Linked DNA regions of Mus musculus: all the other regions are linked to region 4. Evidence: chromatin contacts called from public Hi-C, HiChIP or PLAC-seq and promoter capture Hi-C data. All regions are on one chromosome and are shown on one strand. The core of a region is the stretch at or near the end of the contact, and the rest is flanking DNA. Distances in the headings are between cores, read along the strand shown.

Region 1 (3,387 bases), core at 806-3,305, 270 kb before region 4:
CAAAAGCAAAAATATAAACAGCAACAAAGAGGTAGGAGGAAGATGGAAGGAGGAGGAAAGAAGAGAGAGGAAGGAAGGAAAAAAGAAAAGGAAGGAAAGAAAAAAGCCGGTTGTGGTGGCACACACCGGTAGGATTTGCTGAAGGAGGCAGAGGCAGGAGGATCACAAGTTTGAGCCTGGGCTGCTACACATTTAAAAAAAAGAAAAGAAAAAAGTGCTTTTAACTGGTTGAGCCATCTTTCCAGCCTCTGGCCTAAGACTCAATACTCCTTCCTCAGCCTTAGTATTACAGATGTGTGCTAACAAAGAAACTTTGAGCACTAGGCATTGAACTCAGATCTCAAGTATACCACTGAGTTACATCCCCACTCTTGTTTGTTCTTAATATTTGAAAACAGTAACTAGCTTGAATTCATTCTGTAACCCAGGCAGACCTAGATTTTACAATCCTACTGCCTCAACCTCCAGAGTTGCTGGGATTACAGACCTGTACCCTCAGGCCTGACTTAAATGTTCTTTAATTAAATACCTATTCTATGAAATAATTTGCTAAATCTCACCAATCTATAGTAACTTTCCCCAGCATATGACAATCACCAATTGTGATTATGCTATCAATTAGATAAGTGCAAAATAAGTTGAGACCCAATGTAGTGTATTGTAATTGATCCTATTTTCCCAGATACATTTAAAATAGTGTCCTGACAGGATTAGATATTTTAGTCCCAATGTTTGTGAAATAGAGTGTTTACCACCTTTCCAAAAGCTGCCACTTGACCCAGCAAGATGGCTTAGTGGGAAAAGGAGCTGCCACCTTAGGTCTCCTTAGGTTGTCCTCTGCCTTTACACGTGCACACACATACACTACACAGGAAATAAGTAAATGCATAAAAAATAAATAAACGAGATAGGATCGGGTGCAGCAACCCTTGCCTGCAGTTCCAGCTAATGAGCTGGATGAAACCAAAAGACTGCTTCACCCTTAGGAGTTTGAAGCCAGCCGGAGCTCAATACTGTGAGTCTGCCTGTTGTTGCAATTGTCCTGGGACTCAAACCCCTGGCCTTAAGGGAAGGCAGACGCAAGTGGATCTCTAGCCCTATTGTCATAGCGAGTTCCAGATCAGCCTCGGTACATAGTGAGACCCAGTCTCTAAGGGGGGGGGGGGCCGGGGGGGAGGAGACAGGAAGGGAGGGAGAGAGAACGGAGAGAGGAAGGGAGAGAGGAGAAAAGGGAAAGAAAAGAATCCCAATACTTAGAAGGCAGAGGCAAACTGGTCTCTGTGAATCAAGAGGCCAGCACACAGTCAACACAGTGAGACACCCTGTCTCAATAAACAAATCCAAACCTTGAATGTGCTTGGAAAGTGCTTTACAACTGAGCCACAGCCACAGCCTTTGTGGCTAATTACTTTGCATAAAATACGATCCACAGCTGGGCTTGCCTACCATCCCAACACTCTGGAGGCTGAGGTAGAAGAACCTGAAGTCGAAGACTCTATCCTCTGGTATATAGTGAATTCAAGCCCGGACTGGGCTAAGTAGATCCTATCTCACAAAACCAAGACCCTGCCCCCATAAAACGTGGTTCCTACTGTATTTCTAGTTTGTAAGGTAGGAGATGAAAAAGAAAAATGGAAAAGTTAGTTGCCAGTCTTTATAGGAAAGGACTTAGTGGTCAGTTTCTTTATTCATGTTTATTTTGTACTGGGGCTTGAATCCCGTACGATCTAACCAACTAGGCTACGAGTTCGAGGTATCAGTAACAATTCTTCGCTTTTCCCACAGAAAGGACTAGGACCTGGCCTGGAATCCTCCTTTGATGCACATTTCCCAGTTACGTCAGATTTTCCCCGAAGGCTATCCTGGCTTGAGAGCGTTTTCGGCTTAGGGACTGCCCAAACAAATCCAAACAAATAAAACCACTGGCAAGTTTCCAACCTCTTGCCTCGGGGTCTTCTTCGAAGCACCTGCGCGTGGGACCACAGCTGCCAGACGCCCAACGCTCCGCGCCGTAGCGCGCCTGCGTATCTGAGCCCCTTTGTTGCTCGGGCGCTGGGGTCGGGCTGCGCCTGCGTGCTGAGTCCGCACGAACAAGTGCGCTACGCCGAGGGCACCGGCTGAGGGCGAGCAGACCTCGAGCAGCTGCCGGCGCTGCGGCCGTTGCTACCATCACAGCACAGTCGGGGTCTCAGGCCCAGAAGGCGGTGACCGAGGATGTCGTCCACCGCGGCTTTTTGCCTTCTCTCTACTCTGGGGGGATATTTGGTCACCTCGTTCTTGTTGCTTAAATACCCAGCGTTGCTGCACCAGAGAAAGAAACAGCGATTCCTCAGTAGGCACATCTCTCACCGCGGAGGTGAGAGGGGTCCCCAGAACCCGATGGCGGGGATGGGGGAGGCTTCCTAGCAGGAGGTAGAGGATGGGGATTCTGGAGAGGCTGACGAAGAATGGGCTCCTGGAACTGGAGGGCTTCCTCAGATGAGTGGTCCGGAGGGGAGGGAAGGAAAGGGGTCTCGTGTCCCAGTCCTGGTGGGCGTCTCTGGGGAGCTAGGGTGACAGGGCTTCTGTGAGGAGGAGAAGCGCAGGATGAGAGACAGAAGTGGGGCGTTCCTCGGCCGATGGAGGGATGATCGGGAGGTCCCTTCTTGGCAGCCTGGCACAAAGCCGGTGCAGATCCAGGAGACACCCGCAGGGGGAAGTAGGAACGGACAGACTGCTTGGAATAGGCTGGTGGCTGAGTCCGTGGGGAAGAGCTTGGGCTCCGGCAGAGCTGAGGATCTGCGAGTACCTGGAGCGAGAGCTGAGGAGTCTGCGATGCCACGCTCCACGCGTTTGTAATTGAGCTCTGGAGAGAAATGTCTCCAAACCAGGGACATTTTCCAAGGTCACAGAGTGTGGACTGAAGTGGCACAAGCAACTTGGAGAGTTCTGGTTCTAAGGATTCCAAAACCTAGCACCTGGGTTGTTGTTTTACTTTGATTTTTGAACATTACCCCAGCAATGGTTGGTGGGCTTCTAAAAGACTAAAATATTTAGCTTATGATCAGTCAGTATTTTTTTAAAGATGTTTCTCTTGCAAAAGTATATTGCTTTTATACAATATCAAGTATATAAGGGTTGAAGCGAGTCCGCTCCGCCTTCTAATTTACTATAACAGGCCACATCTTTGCTTCTTCACTGCTGTTCAATAATGTGGCTTCAGGACATTTCAATTTTTTTTTTTTTATAAGTAATAGTTTTAATTTTTTTTTTAAAGATTTATTTATTTATTATATGTAAGTACACTGTAGCTGTCTTCAGACACTCCAGAAGAGGGAATCAGATCTCTTTACAGATGGTTGTGAGCCACCATGTGGTTGCTGGGATTTGAACTCTGGACCTTCGGAA
Region 2 (3,465 bases), core at 77-2,576, 320 kb after region 4:
TCACTAAAGGGGCAGTTGACAGTCACAGACAAGTTTCAGGTCCTTCAATCTTTGCAACTGTCAAAGCTCTGCTGCCCTGCCCCACTCCAACCTCGAAGTCCAACTTGGCAAACCAAGAGTTTTGAACCAGGGGCTACTTAAAGTACAAAGCACTGCAGATGTCTTGATTTTTCAAATGTGCCAAAAGACATCAGCAAAGAGTCAAAGGGGTGCCCAGCAGATACCACAGTGAATAGCAGCACTAATGCTGAATAAGTTGGCTCATGTACTCTGAGGCAGAGTCCACATCAGGAAGTTTGCTAAGGGTGGGTGAGATGGCTGGGTAAGTCAAGACCTTTAATTTGAGTTAAATCCCCTAAACTCATATGGTGGAAGCAATGAACTGACTCCCACAAGTCCTCTGACACACACACTAAATAAATACAATAGATTTTTTTTTACAGATTCATTAATGTTTAGAAGGAAAAAAATCAGTGCCTTAATTAAGCATCAACAAAGATAATAAACACTTCATTTTATGCTGAAACAGCTTCCACAAAGCTAATAAGGTTTTCAGTAATTAATGGTGCCACCGAGAATATTGCTTCTCCTTCCAAAAGAATGTTAGTCAAATGCCTTTGAAAGAGGACCCTTAGGGGGAGTCATCACGTAATTGCTAAGTGATGCTTTAGTCTAAATAAGGAGTTAGCCTCCCGAATAAAAATGCCACCATCGGCTTGGTTAGGGGTGTCAGAAGAGAGGCTGTGGGCAGGGCAAGATCCCTACGTGATCCAGTGTGGATCTCGGACCAGGGTGCCAGAATCGTGCTGTCGCCCGACGAAACGCAGAGCCCACCGCCGGGCCTCTCCCGTTTCCCCCGCGATGGAGCTAGCTGCGGCGGAGGCTGGCTGGCTGAAACCGTGCAGTTACTGTGTGACGTTTCGAAGAGGCTCGGAAGCCACAGCGGCTCTATCGCCTCACTCTCTGAAGAGCGACTTGGGACAGGACAGTTTGTGTCTCTGCTATTAAAAAAGAAACACAAAACCTGCCCTCCTTCATACATAAACAAGAAAAGGGGAAAGGGAGAAAGAAAAGTCAACGCCAACTCTTCCGGAATCCGCGAGGACAGAGTTCTCCACCCACGTCCGAGCTTCGGCTCTTCTCCCCGGAAACCCTCCGCCTCACCCCCTTCCCCAGGCCTGACCTCTCATGACCAGGAGCGGGCGGCCTCGGCAGCCACAATACCAACAGCCCGACACGCGGCCGCAAGCCCTTCTCGCCAAGCCTTCAGCCTCGGACGCCACCAGCAGCGCTCGGCCTGGCCCCGCGGCGGCGCGCGCGCTCCCTAGACGTCGTCACGCGCGGCCCGCCTTCGCCGGGCCACGCCCTCGCCCAGTGGAAGAAGGAGCCTCTAGGCCCCGCCCCGCGCTCATCCCGGCCCCGCCCTTCCCAGCAGAGAAGGGAACCTTTAGGCCCTGTCCCGAGTCCCTAGCCCCGCCTTCACTGGGAGGAGGAGGAGGAGGGCGCATCTAGGCCCCGCCCTGAACATCGTAGACCCGCCCTGTCGCCCTGTGGCCCTGTTGGTGATGTTATACGAGTGGCGTAGTGGCGGACGTGTGTGCTAATTAAGTCTGCGTGGCTGTCACGTCTTGCGTGTATTAGTGATCAGTCACACGCTTCGGAGTCCTTCAGTACTTGAGGTTGAAAATGGGTAGGTCCAGGAACCTGCTCGGCAGCGGGCTGCGTACCGGGAGCCGCGATCTGGCTTCCGGCTGCGTGTTGCTAGCTACGCCAGACCCGCTGGGCTGCCTGGGCAGAGAGGTTGTGTGACCTGGATTCGGGTTCCAAGCCTGAAGTTGAACAGTGTGCCCTAGTTCGTGCCAGAACCGGGTGCCAGAACTGGATATCAGACGCGCCAGGAAGTTTGTGAGGCCCTGGAAGTAGATTTAGAAAACCCCGTGTTGGCGAGCAGGGAACTCGACTTCTAAAATAAAGGCTACTAAAGGGGAAAAAAGATACTACAAGGAAAAAAAAAAAAAACACAGTTCTGGAAAATCTAGGACATCATATGTATAACAGGATTCCTATGATTCTTGAAATTAAGTATTTCATCGGAGGCTGACGTGACTAGGCAAAAGTCTGGCGTTTTGCACACACTTGGCTTTTTGCAGAGACACTTCTGAGTTACGTGTCCAGTAATTTTGTCTTTCTACCTGACTTAAACCTTTCAAATACCTTGTCAAAATCTCCTTAGCCATGAAATTTTGTCTTCCTTTCATAGTAGTATAACTGAATCTACTGGTTTTAGCCTCAGCCCTTCATTCATCTTGAGACTATTCTTAAATTTCTCTCAAGTCAAAAAGCACTTTAAAAAATCCCAATGCTCTTTTGGATCTGCTTCTCTCTGTGACCAGCACATTAGCACTCTCTTTTTTTAAGACTTGGTCCCAAGTAGAACAGGCCTATTTGTGCCTGTGCGTGATGGTGACAGGTAGTGCCTGAACTGGTACGACAGAGGACACTTTTGGGAAATTTTCTCTCCTACCTTTATTTGGGTTCCAGGGAGCCAACTGAGACTGCAAATTTTGTGCACAGCAGAGATCCTATGTGAGTAGTTTTATTTTAAACTAAAATGAACGTATGATAAGCATTAGTGGCTCATGATTGTAATCCTAGAATTTTGAAGACTAAGACAGAAAGATGCTGTGAGTTCCAGGCCAATCTATGATACAGAGTAAAACTCTTTTTTTTTTTTTTTAAAGATTTATTTATTTATTATATGTAAGTACACTGTAGCTGTCTTCAGACACTCCAGAAGAGGGCATCAGATCTTGTTACAGATGGTTGTGAGCCACCACGTGGTTGCTGGGATTTGAACTCTGGACCTTCGGAAGAGCAGTCGGGTGCTCTTACCCACTGAGCCATCTCACCAGCCCCAGAGTAAAACTCTAAATCTCAAAAAATAACATAAATGCAAATTTAGGCAGCAGGAAAATCATGAAATGTCACATAATCACGCCCCAACGACAGCAGAACAACAGTTTGTAAACTTAATATACCTAATGTTCAAATTCCCATTTTATTTTTTTATGTATTTATTTTAGATTCATTTAGTATGTATACAACGTTCTCCCTGTATATATGCCTGCACACCAGAAGAAGGCACCAGATCTCATTACAGATGGTTGTGAGCCACCACATGGTTGCTGGGAATTGAACTCAGGACTTCTGGAAGAGCAGCCAGTGCTGTTAACCTCTGAGCCATCTCTCCAGCCCCAAATTCCCATTTTAACAATATAACACACTGAAGGCATATCAGTACATACTGGAAATTTATTAGTACATTTTATTCAAATACCTTGACTAAACAGTCACAGATTTGAAAGAGAGCACTTGAGATGAGCTTTGATTTCTGGGATAAGATTTCTTTTCACTCGAATCCGGAATATTAGAAACGGCGTTTTCATTCTAATTAGTTAGTTAAGA
Region 3 (3,291 bases), core at 24-2,523, 320 kb before region 4:
GTGAGCCTGAAAATCTGCAGCCACTATAAATGCGAGTGTCCCTATTGACATTAAGTTAATAACTAAAAAAAAATTGAAAACAGGGAAGTTTACCCACGTCTATTTTTACTCCATTCCAGAAAAATTAAACCCTCCTAAAACCAAGAAAAGTTTACAAAACCTTCACACAACTTTCACAAGAGCAATTAAGTAGAAAATTACTGATGGTCATAACTGCAAGACCAGGTCCTGAGAGATGCGGACTCTTAACTGGCTTTGGGAAGACAATAAAACCATGGGGGTGAACTGGGTTAATCTCAAGAGCAATGCTCAGTAAGTTATCCCTTATTTTTAAAAAGCAAAAATCATGTAGTACTTTAGTCTCTGAACGGTTCACGCCCCCCAGCCCCCAAGCAATCGTTTTGATGATTCTAGCCTTTATGGAAATACCCCAATCATGAAATCATCTTACAAGAATCAATGCTGGAAACTACTAGTCTTTAAGTCAGTCGAGTGTGAGAGAGGTGTGTGTGTCCTACAAAATGAACCGCTGAGGGTGAAAAAAATGTTTAATCATGCAGAGCAAGTCGTGGCGAGAAAGCAGGGCAAGTCCTTCCGATGAATTTGCAATTTTGCTCTAGAAAGGCTCAGCCTGCAAACAGCGACGAGAGCAGGTGCCAAGGCATCGCTGGAGCTCCGCAGCACCTGACTGCGGAACAGATTCAGCACCGGGCATGCTGAGGGCTGGAAGCACTACCGCCGGGCCAGCCTCCCTCTCCGCGACTCGCAGAGGCTGCCTCCCACAGGGAGGGCGAGCGCATGGGGCCCCGGATAGAAAAGGAGCCCAGCCGCCACCCTCCGTGATGCCCCTCACCTCCACACTCTGCTCATCCATTGCCTCCGGCTCTCGGCGGGGCCCTCGGCGACCCTCGGAGTCCGTGTCTGCGCTGTCAGGCGCCGGCCCGAGGTCGCCAGGTCAGCTGCGCTCACCTCAGCAGGCTCCCACAACAGTGCCACCTCCGCGCCCCATCCCGTCGGGTTCCCCACCGGCTACCCCGCATTTCGCCATTTTTTTTTATCCGCGCGCCAGCCCTGGGGCGGAGAGGGAAGGGCTAGCGGTAGCCGCAACGCCTTCCTCCCGCCTCAGCAGCTGGCCTGCGTCCGCGTGGGAGCCCTGGCCCACGTGACGCCGGCGCGCGCGTGTGAAAACCGCCGCGGGGCCCGTCCGGGGCGGAACAGGCGCCACAGAGAATTCGCAAACACCAACGGTAACCAGGGCAGCTAGAGGCGCGGCAACGGGGCGGACGCGATGCGCACGCGCACTCGGCGTTGCGGGAGGGGAGGGGAGGGGCGGGGCGGAGCGGGGCGGGAGGAGAGGCGGGCGCCCGGTTCCCGCGGTGCGCGCAGCACACGAGACTTGGAGAGGCGGTGCCGCGGGGAGGCGTGTCGGGCGTCGGCGCGGTGCCCTTCGCCTCGCAGATTTTACCGCCAGTGATGTAGGCTCCTTGGTGCGTCCTAATTGGAAGAAGCCACGCTCCCGAGTATTAGGAAGGGACGGAGAGTCTTATTTGCGTTCCCATTGTTTGTGGGTCACCTAAGGAGACCCTGGAGCCGGGAACTCTTGCTTGGTTAGTGTTTGCTTTCCGCCTCTGGGAGGAAACGCAGACTTTAAGCTTTAAAAAAAAAAAAAAAAAAAAAAAAACTTAGTCCCCCTCCATAGTAAATGCATTTGAAAGCTCCAATTGTAATGGACCGGCGATTTCTCTTGACCTGTTATTTTGAGACAAGGTTTCTTTAGTTCATGATAGACTGGACGTATAGTGAAGTCTCCAAGCTTCCTGGAAGTAAGGATTGCAGGGGAGAGGTACCACGTCTTCTCATTTTGGTGAGACAATTGGATCCACATCCCACCGACTAAGGCTTTCTTGCAGCTTGAGTTGTTTTTGCTATGGGGACTAACAAAGAGTCTAGGGAATCGCTTCTAAATTCCTTCCAGAAGAGACCAGTTAGGGTGCAGAAATTGAGGGTATGTGAGACAAAAGGCGTTGGTCAAATACTTAAATCTTAATTCTTCTCTTAAGCTTATTACAAAGTTATTTATGAACCCAATCCAGAGAATTGATAATCTAGAAAGAATCTTTTCGTTACTAGCAACATTTTTTAAAAATTATATGAACTATAAACAAGATTTATGGAGGTAGGACGGATGGCCCAGAGGTTAAGAATACTTGCTACTCCGGGGGAGGACCACTCTCTAACCCTGCCTTTGGTCTCCAGCCTATACTCCAACTCCATTCTGCCCACCTAAAACACCCACACTCACATGCACATATATTAATATAACCCAAAATAATCTACACACACATAATTTAATTAAGTAGAGATAGAATATGCTTTCACAAGCTGGGCATGGTGGAGCACTCGTTTAGTCCCAGCATTTGGGGGACAGAGGCAGGTGGAGTTCCAGGACAATCAGGGATACACAATGACACCGTGTATTGAAAAACCAAAAGCAAAAAAGGCTTTCATTTCAAACCACTTATGGTCTTTGAACTAGATGCAGGCTGATAGTTGCAGAATAATTTTACTAACGTGTCCTGAATTGTACCTTTTTGCTGATGTTCCCATGTCACCTGCACTGACCTAGAACTTGCTATAAAGCATATGCCAGCCTTCAACTCCCTCCTTAGCCTCTTCAGTGCTAGGATATACATAGGTATGCCACCACATTCTATTTACACTTTAAAATTTAATCTATACCTAAAAATTTGTGGAGGCCGGGTGTGGTGGTACATGTCTTTAGCTTTTAATCATAGCCTTTCATGACCAGGCAGAAACCATCTCCAGAATAGCCTGGTCTACTTAGTGAGTTCAAAGCCAGCCTGGGCTAAGTCGCCAGACTAAAAAAACAATCAAAAGTTTGTGGGAAATATTATGGCATTTGGAATTCTCAACAATATGGAGAAACCTTTGCCCTGTAGTATAACAGATGATAACAGTAGCCTATAGATTATGGTATATTTGCCATATATACCCAAAATGTTTAAGGAACTAGTTATCAGGCTAGTTCATAATAGTAGAAAATAAAAGAAATCTGTAATTAGTTAGAGGTCTTTGTTAAAAAATAGGCATACAGTGCTTAAATTGGTAGTTGGCTAAGTAAGGGTTAAAGGTCCTTTGTCAGCTCGTGGGTGAGGGAGTCTGCTAGCACTGGAGAGCTTGAAACAGAAGATTGAGAACTTGAAGAAAGCCAACCAGAGCCCTAGCCCAAGACCATGTCTCACAAAAACAGCACTTAGGGGCTGACTTTGC
Region 4 (3,348 bases), core at 790-3,289:
ACAAATGGAGTCAACTCTAAGAGTTACAACCACTGAAAGACACTCCTCATTTAAATAATTCCACTTCTCATTCCAGTATTAGGTTAGTATGATTGTGAGGTTTCTTATCTCTCTCTTTTTCATCACCAAGAGGAAGTTTCAGAAATTTCTTTCTCACACGTGAAAACCAGAGAATATTAACCTTTAATCCCATATCCCTGGACAGGCAAACTTCTGGGAGCTCAAAGCTAACCTGATCTACTTAATGAGTTTCAGGCCATCTAGGGCTATATAGTGATATATAGTGAGACTTTGTCCAAAACTGTATATATCAAATACTTAATCATTTAAATACAAATTGCTTAGTAAATGGTCACAATTCCTGATTTGAAATGATTCTGCTTATTTTCTTAGAAAGTGACTTTGTGAAATAGCTGGTCTGTTGCTCAGTTACAGAGGTCACCAATATCTTCATGGTCTGACTACAATTGTATATTTTGATCTCTTCTGACATAATAGTTTGAATTACTAATAGAAATCGAAAGGTTCAGAGATGGTTTTAATGTTTTGGAGAAATCTAAAATGTTCTCCTGTCACTAGGGCTATTGCCTCAGCCGTTAGAAAGTTACACCTGACTTGCTATCATTCAAATTCTGATAAACTTGCATTAAAGGAGTTGTTGATCAGTTACGTTGAAAAGGAGTTGATACATGTACGTTTTAAAGCAAAGTCTTGGATTCTTGTAACATCTTACATCTTTTCTAGTTTGGTCTTGGGTTGATAAGTGAATGGTAGTTTTATGTTGCCTTCCTATAAACCATGATTAATTTTAACAGCAGGAACTACTGAAAAGTGCAAGAAGCAAATGGACAAGGTCACATATATCTGTAATTTAGCACTTGGGTAGCTGAGGCTGGAAGATCATGAGTTCTAGGGTATCCTGGGCTACATAGTGATTTAAGTGTAAGAAGCAGGTTTCTTCACATTTTTTCATAATTAACTCAACTCAGAAAATCAGCTGGCATTATCACTGAAGGACTAGTCCAAGAACCCCCCTCCTTCCCTCCCTCCCTTTTCCCCTCTTCCCCCCCTCCCTCCTTCCTTCTCTTTTCCTCTCCCTTCTTTCTCCCTCTCCCCTTTATTCACCTCCTCTTCTGAGACAGAGTCTCATTCTCAGAATTATCCTGGTGGTAACCCGGAACTCACAGCAACTCTTTTGCCTCTGCCTCGCAAGTGTTAGGACCACACTCAGCTTTGATAAAGTACTGGGTATTGAATCCCAGGGTCTCTCATATCGTAGATAAGTATTCTACCACTGAACTGTACACCAAGTCCCCAACATACCTTTAAAAATAAGTAAACCACACCACCTCAGATAATGTGTATCTGTAGAATTTTCAGCAGTTGTGTTTTCTAAGGAACGTACTTCCACTAAAAGTCAACTTATTTTAAAACAGATGTTAACCCTGTCTCGAAAAAAACAAAAAAAATCAACCAACAACCCAGATGTTATTCATTCATCTATCCTCAACAAACCCTATTGTCCACCTCAAATCACTGCTCCCTGCTGGGTGTACAATATATAGTGTTCCGGAAGTCTGGATCATGTGTGTCTTCCCAGCTTCTTGGAGGGTATGGAAAATATGCAAATAAATGTAAATGAAGGGTTCCATGAAGGAAGTGAAACAGCATGGGAATCTAAGTTTTGAAAACTACAGAACTACAAGTTGGACCGCACTATGTGTCTTGATAGGACGATAGGGAAGTGAGTTGCCCAAGGTCACACTGTAGGATGGCTTCGGCTCCTGGGAAAGGGTCATTCAACTGGTATCTGGAGATAGGCAAGACTTGTGGGGATGCTGTGGTGACTAAGGGCCACACTGGACAAACTGTGACCTGGCCCTCAGGTGTTCAGGTGTGACTTCGCGGGTGGCGGAGGCACGTGGCGATGGGCGGGACTCCTTGGGGGTGGTGCCTCGGGGCCCCCAGGAGCGCGGGCCCGTGCGCGTCCAAGCAGAGGCCGCCACGTCATCGAGCCGCTCCCCCACCCCTCTCAGCCAGTCGCACGCGCGGAAGTAAACACCCCTACGTCATCAGGGCGCGTCCTCGCCTTTCCCCTCCCATCTCCTCGGCTCCGTGGACGTGTTCGCTTCTTCTCCGGACCGGGTCTATGTCCCGGTTTCCCGCCGTCGCGGGCAGGGCGCCAAGGCGGCAGGAGGAAGGCGAGCGGCCAATAGAGCTCCAGGAAGAGCGGCCGTCAGCTGTTCGCATCGCTGACAGAGGTACGGTCCGCGGGACGCTGTGGCACCCGGAGGGAGTTATTTGCGGGGCGAAAAGTACATCTGTGGGCGGCAGAGGAGGTGGGAAGGGAGCTTAGACGTTCTTTTGGTCTTTTAAGCCAGACGACGAACTTTGCGTCCAGTGAGCACTTTGGCTTAGAAGGGGGCGGTCCCAAACCCAAGTTGGGTGAGAACCTCTCTGGGGGGCAAGAAAGTGGACCCGAACGCCCAAATGCCTTCTGCTGTTCTACAGCCTCATAAAGCCTTTGTTCTCTACCCGTTCATCCCCCTCCCCTTCGTCGGGCCGCCAGCCTGCCTTTGGGTACGGTATGAAGGGAGCCCGTTTCCAGGAGCCAGTTTCCATGGTTACCCACCACTTGGCCTTCTGGGATATCAGTCACTCTGAACAGGGACCTAACTTGAACTGTGAATCAGAAGCAAATACAGGTGGCTTCTTCTTCTTCTCAGAGTTGTTCTGCTGTGCTCAGGTTGTTGATCTATTGTTTAATAAAATTGAGTTTAGTTTTTCCAGGTAGGTATGCATACATACACGTTGTCTTGTGCTTGACTGACTTTGTCAAGTACGGCGAGTTACACATCAACAATGTTGAAGTTGTTTGATTTTACCAAAAAAAGTTATTCTGAGTTTATAAACTTTCACGTGTGATTTGTACATGGTTGACGTAACTGAAAAGTCATAGATTGATCTTTCCCGTTGTGCGATTCCTGTGCATTCTTCTTTCAGGTCTGAGCCATTGTCAGAGAGCTCTTCTCAGGTGTTTTCATTGCACAATTGTTTTTGTGTTGTTACAGAAGAGAAAGGATGCACATCACAGGAGGGAGGAACAACTCCAACGTTTCCTATTCAGAAACAAAGAAAAAAGCTCATTCAAGCTGTGAGGGACAACTCGTTCCTCATCGTTACTGGAAATACAGGAAGTGGTAAAACAACTCAACTCCCTAAATACCTTTATGAAGCAGGTAATTTTATTCTTGGATAAAGCTGGAAGCACTAAAGAGAGAAATTCTTTAAATTTTAATGAAAGTACTGTAGTGTGCAAATGCCCATTGCTGCGTTGCTTTGTCAGAT

Evidence for each region. Promoter capture Hi-C pulls out the DNA fragments that hold promoters and counts their contacts. Hi-C and Micro-C count contacts between places; a contact is called where the count stands out from the background. HiChIP or PLAC-seq counts read pairs in DNA pulled down with a chosen protein or histone mark.
Region 1: an H3K27ac HiChIP or PLAC-seq map of microglia shows a contact between it and region 4, with 8 times the contacts expected there. The contact joins the promoter of Gdpd1 here to the promoter of Dhx40 in region 4. A contact is called at or near these places in 9 of 39 promoter capture datasets (the 3T3-L1 cell line, the C10 cell line, cranial neural crest and 6 more), 1 of 15 datasets of contacts at CTCF or cohesin (the NIH/3T3 cell line), 4 of 484 Hi-C or Micro-C datasets (bone marrow-derived macrophages, embryonic stem cells, nephron progenitors and 1 more), 14 of 115 datasets of contacts at active chromatin or transcription factors (the SCID.adh cell line, astrocytes, bone marrow-derived macrophages and 9 more) and 4 of 9 other capture datasets (adipose tissue, liver, macrophages and 1 more).
Region 2: a promoter capture Hi-C map of erythroid cells shows a contact between it and region 4, with 7 times the contacts expected there. The contact joins the promoter of Rnft1 here to the promoter of Dhx40 in region 4. A contact is called at or near these places in 3 of 39 promoter capture datasets (erythroid cells, hippocampal neurons and pre-B cells), 1 of 15 datasets of contacts at CTCF or cohesin (the NIH/3T3 cell line) and 1 of 9 other capture datasets (liver).
Region 3: a Hi-C map of cerebral cortex shows a contact between it and region 4, with 2.4 times the contacts expected there. The contact joins the promoter of Trim37 here to the promoter of Dhx40 in region 4. A contact is called at or near these places in 1 of 39 promoter capture datasets (hippocampal neurons), 1 of 484 Hi-C or Micro-C datasets (cerebral cortex), 2 of 115 datasets of contacts at active chromatin or transcription factors (astrocytes and embryonic stem cells) and 1 of 9 other capture datasets (adipose tissue).

The regions. Positions count from the first base shown.
Region 1 is chr11:87,072,805-87,076,191 of GRCm38.p6, reverse strand. It overlaps Gdpd1 (glycerophosphodiester phosphodiesterase domain containing 1), which reads left to right and starts at 2,055. Exons shown (of 10, transcript NM_025638.2): 1 at 2,055-2,356. The coding sequence starts at 2,215.
Region 2 is chr11:86,482,518-86,485,982 of GRCm38.p6, reverse strand. It overlaps Rnft1 (ring finger protein, transmembrane 1), which reads right to left and starts at 1,326. Exons shown (of 9, transcript NM_029788.5): 1 at 1,184-1,326.
Region 3 is chr11:87,125,057-87,128,347 of GRCm38.p6, reverse strand. Trim37 (tripartite motif-containing 37) reads right to left here and starts at 1,273. Exons shown (of 24, transcript NM_197987.2): 1 at 854-1,273. The coding sequence starts at 874.
Region 4 is chr11:86,806,351-86,809,698 of GRCm38.p6, reverse strand. Dhx40 (DEAH (Asp-Glu-Ala-His) box polypeptide 40) reads left to right here and starts at 2,039. Exons shown (of 18, transcript NM_026191.2): 1 at 2,039-2,261; 2 at 3,072-3,239. The coding sequence starts at 2,150.